Linked DNA regions of Anas platyrhynchos: region 2 is linked to region 1. The links are chromatin contacts, called in public Hi-C maps. All regions are on one chromosome and are shown on one strand. Each heading gives the region's core, a stretch centred on a gene start, on an enhancer-like site or on the middle of the called end of the contact. The rest is flanking DNA. Distances are from core to core; before and after follow the strand shown.

The links. Hi-C and Micro-C count contacts between places; a contact is called where the count stands out from the background.
Region 2: a Hi-C map of F1 follicle shows a contact between it and region 1, with 3 times the contacts expected there. The contact joins two enhancer-like sites. A contact is called at or near these places in 6 of 8 Hi-C or Micro-C datasets (F1 follicle, liver, skeletal muscle and 2 more).

Annotation. Positions count from the first base shown.
Region 1 is chr1:88,184,873-88,188,068 of IASCAAS_PekinDuck_T2T, reverse strand. All of the region lies in intron 1 of NME7 (NME/NM23 family member 7), which reads right to left. Among named protein-coding and RNA genes, the nearest start is that of BLZF1, 3.1 kb to the right of the region's middle. Within about 2 kb of position 1,673, at least 2 of the 8 cell types and tissues checked have an H3K27ac peak or open chromatin away from gene starts, as enhancers often do.
Region 2 is chr1:88,563,812-88,567,007 of IASCAAS_PekinDuck_T2T, reverse strand. No RefSeq gene overlaps it. Among named protein-coding and RNA genes, the nearest start is that of TBX19, 26 kb to the left of the region's middle. Within about 2 kb of position 1,532, at least 2 of the 8 cell types and tissues checked have an H3K27ac peak or open chromatin away from gene starts, as enhancers often do.

The sequences.
Region 1 (3,196 bases), core at 424-2,923:
TGTTGGGTTCTTATAATAACCCAAGTCCAGATGTGCTTTCAACAAAATTAAAACCTCTGATACAACATCCTTCAGTATAAATTTTATCCACATGAAATCTGCCTGGAACAATTCTCTAAATAACCACTGTCTCTATCATCAAATCCCATTATTCCTTTATTACAAACTTTCAGTTGGCAACTTTTCTTTTCACTCCTGACAGTTGCTCACTGAGTAATCCCTGAATTTCTTTGGTTTCTGGCAAAATAAAATAAAACAAACAAACCCATATAATTAGAATAGATGTGCCAAAGTTATTAACAACTGTACCTATAATCTGAAGGATCCTGAGAGACAATTCTGGGTGATAAAGGGAGATTAATATGGAATGTATCATTATGTAATGATACATTCATTAGATAACTAGATCACTTTGCCTTTCATGCTGTCAGCTACTTCAGACACATCAGTCAGAAGAGCTCTCACTGCATCTAAAATTACTGTTAGAGAGATGGCAACTCCTGCAAGCCACAGCCGAGAGTTGGCTGGAGTAGGAGGCAATTTATCCCATGGATTCTGAACCTGTCAACTTTATATATGCAGGGTGGTATTTTGTATAGCAAGTAATGCCACAAAGATGGCAGCATCAAACCCAAAACAATTCCTGGAACAATGTTTCACATTGCTCAGTCAAATATAGCTGCATTCTTTTAGCAGTTTTCATTTGGCTTGCACAGGCCCAAAATCCTGTGATTTTATCAGCTACATCTTCTGCCACGTGCATAGGCTACCTGCCCAAGAAGGAAATCAGCAATACTAAGAAACATTGGTTCAAAAAGAAACGCTATCGTACTTCTGATGCTTGTATAAGACTCACCATGCAATACAAGGTTTTATTTTTCCCTGTAATGAAATGCTGCAAGTGACAGCCATTAAGTAAGGAAACCGGTCTTTGTGGTTGTTTCTGTCATGCCAGCTTACAACAAAAAGACTCAGGCCACTTACTCTGCAGATGAAAAACCAGGGTAATCACCAGCTGGCACCCCAGTGAAACTGTCCCTTGTTTGAAGACCAAAGAAGTAAATCTTCTCAAGCATTAAGGAAGTTTCTGGGAGCGGTTTTCATCTCTTCCACAAAAGTTTAAAAAAATAAACTGCTATTTTTTTTAAGGGCAACTGTTTTGCAAGCAAAAGTACATAATTTGCAAATGACTAAAGGAAAAGTTATTCTATAAATGTGCCCTTGTTCAGGAAACTCTATTAAATGGGAAAGAGTTTTGTCTGTCTATATGTTCATCTCTGAATGACCACTCTTCACCAAATCATCCCATCTTACGAGCTAGTCCAGTATGGTTGAGATTACTGGTTCCCAAATGAAATTCCAGTAAACCAAGGTATACTCCACAACTTCCTCAGGAGCTGTATTGCCTTATAATGCCTTCAGCCAAAAACTTGATCACAACACGATAACACTGGACCATGAGCAACCCAGGGCTCACTGTGGTCAAGTTCTAGAAACGGCTGATTTGCTTCCTATTTCCTAAGATTCATTTCCAAAAGTCTCTTCCAGTGATGAATCAAAGCTGTTTTTCAATCAAAAGTAGTTGGAAGCTCAAATTCCACTCACTGTGTGCCTGCACATCCGCAAAACCAAAGCTGGATGACATCCAGATGACGTCCTATTAGACAAAGCCACATGTGCAAGACGGAAGTATTACTTGTCTGCTCTGCTATGAAAAGAGTCTTGGTGATGTACTCTGCAGCTGTGAGAGCTGCGGGGGCAAGAATAATGGTTTTAAAGAACAGAGGGAAACAAAAGCATGTAACTGCACCTCCAGACAGCCTAAGTGCAATAAGGCTCTGTACCTGTATGATCATTGCTTGCACGTAGAGGCCATTCTTCTCTGGCAAATGGTGGATTTCTACATCTGGAACTCTTTCAGGTGTCAGAGTGCAACAAACTCATTAATAAAAAGAAACTAACATTTTCAAGATGATGTTCCAGTATGTCTCTGCATGTGATTACATCCAAGGCACCCTAAAAGACTAACTGCTTCCAGCAGCCAGGTGAAACACCACCTCTGGAGAGGGAAACAAGTGAGATTCTCTCAGGGCATTTACTGCCACCAGTCCACAGCAGCCATATGTCACACATGCACACTCAAGATGCATTAGAACTGATTTGAAATCCTGTCAACTGATGTCAACGAAAACTGCTTTCCAACAGCTAGCAGACAACTGCACGATGTTTCAAAACATTTCTCTTTTACCTTAGCTTCCCCTCCAGTTATGTGCCTGGTTTTACAACGCACCCAAACAAGTCTCCGGTGCACTGGCTCTGTGCAAGCCAAGTGTAAGGTCTAACACTAGTACGCTGACCTGAAACAAATAAAAGTTACTATACTTTTCTTTCTGTGCCCATTATATGACTTTCAACTTTTTTTTTTTTTTTTCTGAGTAGATATACATGTTACAACTAATGCAATCATAATTCATAACTTATTCTACTGACTGTAAGTAACACAGTACTCTGGGTCTACCAAGCTTTCTACTAGAATAGTCCTTGCTTTCAGAACATAATTAGGTTCCTAAGGTTAAAACCTGGCTTGTAGAACAACATTTGAATTAATTGGAAGGAGTTGTTCATTTTTTAATTCATGGTGTCTAAGAAAAGATGTTCTGAAAATGTTTGAGATGGATCAGGTGTATAAAGTCACCGTGTCCAAAAGTTTGGTAACTTATCTCTTTCTCAGGATGCCGTGTGCCTACCTAATCAGGTGGCACATGTTCCTGTAACATCTGTTTTCCCACCATCTTCCAGGTACCACAGTGTTCTTACTGTATTTTAGGAAACTGGTAAGAGAAAGAATACTCGAGTGGGAAAGCTGGCTGCTTTGCAGGTATGAAAGAAACAAACTGTGTTCTATAACACATGAGATGTCAGAGAAAATCAAAAGAGCAGCCCATTACACTACAGGGAAAGAGAACAGACAATAATATAATGCAGAGGAAATTGAAACACACTTCTTACTTCAGCACTTACCAAAGCAATTAAGCAGCTTACAACCAAAGAAGTAACACATTTGGTTTTAGTCAGGGGACAGAGCTGCCAAACAGGGAGAGAAAGAACAGCTTGAAGAAGTTAGACATACCCATGTTAGCATGCAAAATGGTCCTTGATGTACCACCAGGACCAGCCAAAGAAACCCCAAAACACT
Region 2 (3,196 bases), core at 283-2,782, 380 kb before region 1:
TGGAGAGTTACATGGTTACATAGTGATACTTTTCCTTCCCTTTCCTAAATGCTGAAGTGCATGGGAGGCAGCATGTTTGTTAATGCAGAAGAGTGCTTAGTCTAAGGGAGCGCTGCTCTGGGACAGGCCTGCTCTGTACAAGGTGGCTGTAACGCGGCAGGCTGAAGGGCTGAGCTGGCTGCTTGTGGTCAGGCATCAGGGAACCAAATTGTCCAGGGGCAGGTTTTCAGTCACCGTGAAATGTCACCGTGCCTGTGGAATGGGTTTCACCAGCTGAACATCTTCCTTTAAAACCCTGCAGTGTCTCTAGGCTAATGAATTTTAGCCGTGGGATAAGCTCTATGCATGTCTGCAGATGATCTGTGTCTATAACTCTTTCCATAAGAGTAGCTCGCAGTCAGGAAGCTGGTTGTGTTCCGGATCTGATGCGTTTTAATGTCCTCGGGTCTTTGCTGTCCCCTGCTATAAAAGATCCTCTCTGCACAAGCAAATAACCAGACCAAAAAAAAATAAATCAATTTCTGTAACATATGTTGGTCAGTTGAGCCAATTTTGCCCTGAAAAAGACAAATCTCCAGAAGGGACACGCTGCTTCTGATATATTCGGTTAGCAAGCAATAAAATGCTTTGTCTGGATTTATTTGAATCTGCAGTTTGAATTGCTTAGAGCTTTTTTTTTTTTCCTCTGATGTTGCTCACAGCAAAAAACGTAGTTAATGGAGCCCTTTAAATGTTTTCAATATTTTTTCAGTTGGAAAGACTGATTTAAAAAAAAAATCAAGCTAGGAATGTAGGATTGGAAGGAGCCTTCAGGTGCCTGCTCTGTCCCCTGCCATTGGAAGGAAAACAATCCATTTTATAAACTGATCAAGATTTTATTGGCATATTAATTGAGGCTTTGTTTCCAGCAGCCCAGTGAGAAGGCTGATGTTTAGAAAGCTTATTTCCAGCGCAAATGTGTTTATGGGCAATTTATAATGATTTATTCTTGGGCTGGCATTGTCCCCTAGCTGAAATTACTTGTCTCTTCTTTTGTTATTTGCCATTTCTGTGTTTTTTTTTGCAACTGCTGTACTTAGCAGCACTTCATAAATTGCCCTCTTAAGACAGTTTTACGCTCTGCTTCTGCTGAAAGAGGAGAGGCTTGCTTTCCCCTTAGCTGCGCAGTCCTGCTGTTCCCTTTGTCAAATCCAGCCGTGCTGCAGCAGCAGGGTGAGCTGCACCAGCTCCTGACTGCACTCCTCCGATATAAAGGAGGTGGCCAGAATGTGGGATGGGGGTGAGCAGGACTGCCCTTCTGGTAGTAAGCTGCTGCAGATAAAACACCCTGAAACTGCAGTCCCAGCCTTAATTTTGCTGGCTACCCAAGGAAAGATTTGGCGTTGCTTCCCACCCCTTTCATGCAGTAGGTTTTCTGTGCTGTGTTCATCCTAGAGCCCTTTTCTGTGCTGACTCCAGTTGAAATTCATCTCTCTTGAACTTGGTGAGCAGAGCTGCATGCAGCATTTCTGAGGCAGCCTTACCAGTGCCTTGTACAGTGCCACAAAACCCTACCCTCCCTCTCCTGGGAATGCATCAGCAAATTCATCTCACCATCATACTTGCCTCTGTCACAGAAGGTAAGCTTCCACTCTGGGCAGCACTGATGCATGAGGCATGACCTTTATTTCCCCTTACTGCTGTGGGGATCCTGTGAGTCAGAGCTCCTTGGAGCTTTTACAGCATTATCTGAACCCGCAGAGTTAGTGCTGCGAGATTTGCTTTGCTGAAATCTGGGTGCTTCCAGAAAGCCTGGAGCTTAGGAAAACTCGAATAAGGGAAGAGATGCGTTGGTAGCTACCCAGGGTAAAATCCTGGCATTACTTTCAGTGACTTGATAGAGTAAGGATTCAATAAGGATAATTTGTCCTTTACCACCACGTCTTGCTGACTCAATGAGGACCTTACCTTACCTGATGTCTAATAACTGCTCAACGTGATTCATCCTTAATTTAAGCATGAAAATAGGAAAACAGTGGGGAGAGGAAAGGAGTGGGAAGTAGGAAACTCCAAACCTCCAGAACGCTTTGTATCCAATTTAATTTCAGCCAAGCTGGTGTTTCACCTTGGTGAAAGAAGAAAGCTTAGCCACTCCATCCAGTATTGTGAGGAGCTAGGTGATGTGTGAAATAAATTTGACCTGAAGAAACAAGAAAGGGGGGTGCAGTCTCCTGCCATAAATAAGCAATTAAAAGCTATCCTCTTGCAGCAGTGGCAGCTGCCTAATTAGGTGCTAAAAATATCCCTGGCAGTCTGTGAAAAATACATGTTTGCGTGCTGGTGACATAACTGGTGCTTCACCCTTTGTAGAGGATGCAAGAAACCAAGAATTGATGTCTGTGCTAAGTAATGGCTGCTTCCTCTCACTGCACAGGCTCCGCATCCCCAGCTTCTGACTCATGCTGAGGCCCTGGATTTTCAACGGAGTGCCAGCTCCTTCTGCGCTCCTCCTTTTAAATTGCATTCTGAGTTTGCAGAAGGCTTGCTTTCAGGGTAGCTTCTTTTTCTGCTGTTACTTTCTTTTTATTTAATCGGGAAGGGGTAAAGCGGGACTACAGATCAGCAGTTGTCTTGAAGCATAATTGTATGGTACAGCCCCTGTACAATTTGTACAATCCAGAGCAGAGGACTTTTTGTCTTTGCCTGCGGTTGCCTATTAATGCCAGCAGCCCAGATTTGCCTTTCAAAAAGAGGAAAGAAAAAATAAGGTGTGGGGTGGGGTTGATGTGGGGACCCCAGTCAAAGCCAAGCCCCAGGCACCTTCATGTTTTGCTTTCTTTCTCCCTGGCAGCAAGTTGCTGGTATAATTTTTTTCTTCACAATCCAGCAGGTGGTGTTAGATGGCTATTTAATGACTAGCATGGGACTGAAAGAAGATCTCGCTGGTGATAGAGCTGAGAGGATGCAAGAAAAAAACACTTCTGCAGGGATGTTCAGTGGATCTGAAAGCTGGGATAGGCTATGGTATTAAGCATCTGCATGTATGATTTTAGCTCACTACTAGTGGGGGGAAGGGGAGCTTCATAGCCGTAGTATTCTACGAAAAGTGAAACTCCTGTGACATCTATCATTCTTTTTCCACCAAGGGCTTAAGTGTATTTAACTCCAGTGGCACAGAATTAATATAACCGTAACCCTTCCTGAATGCTTTGAGGTT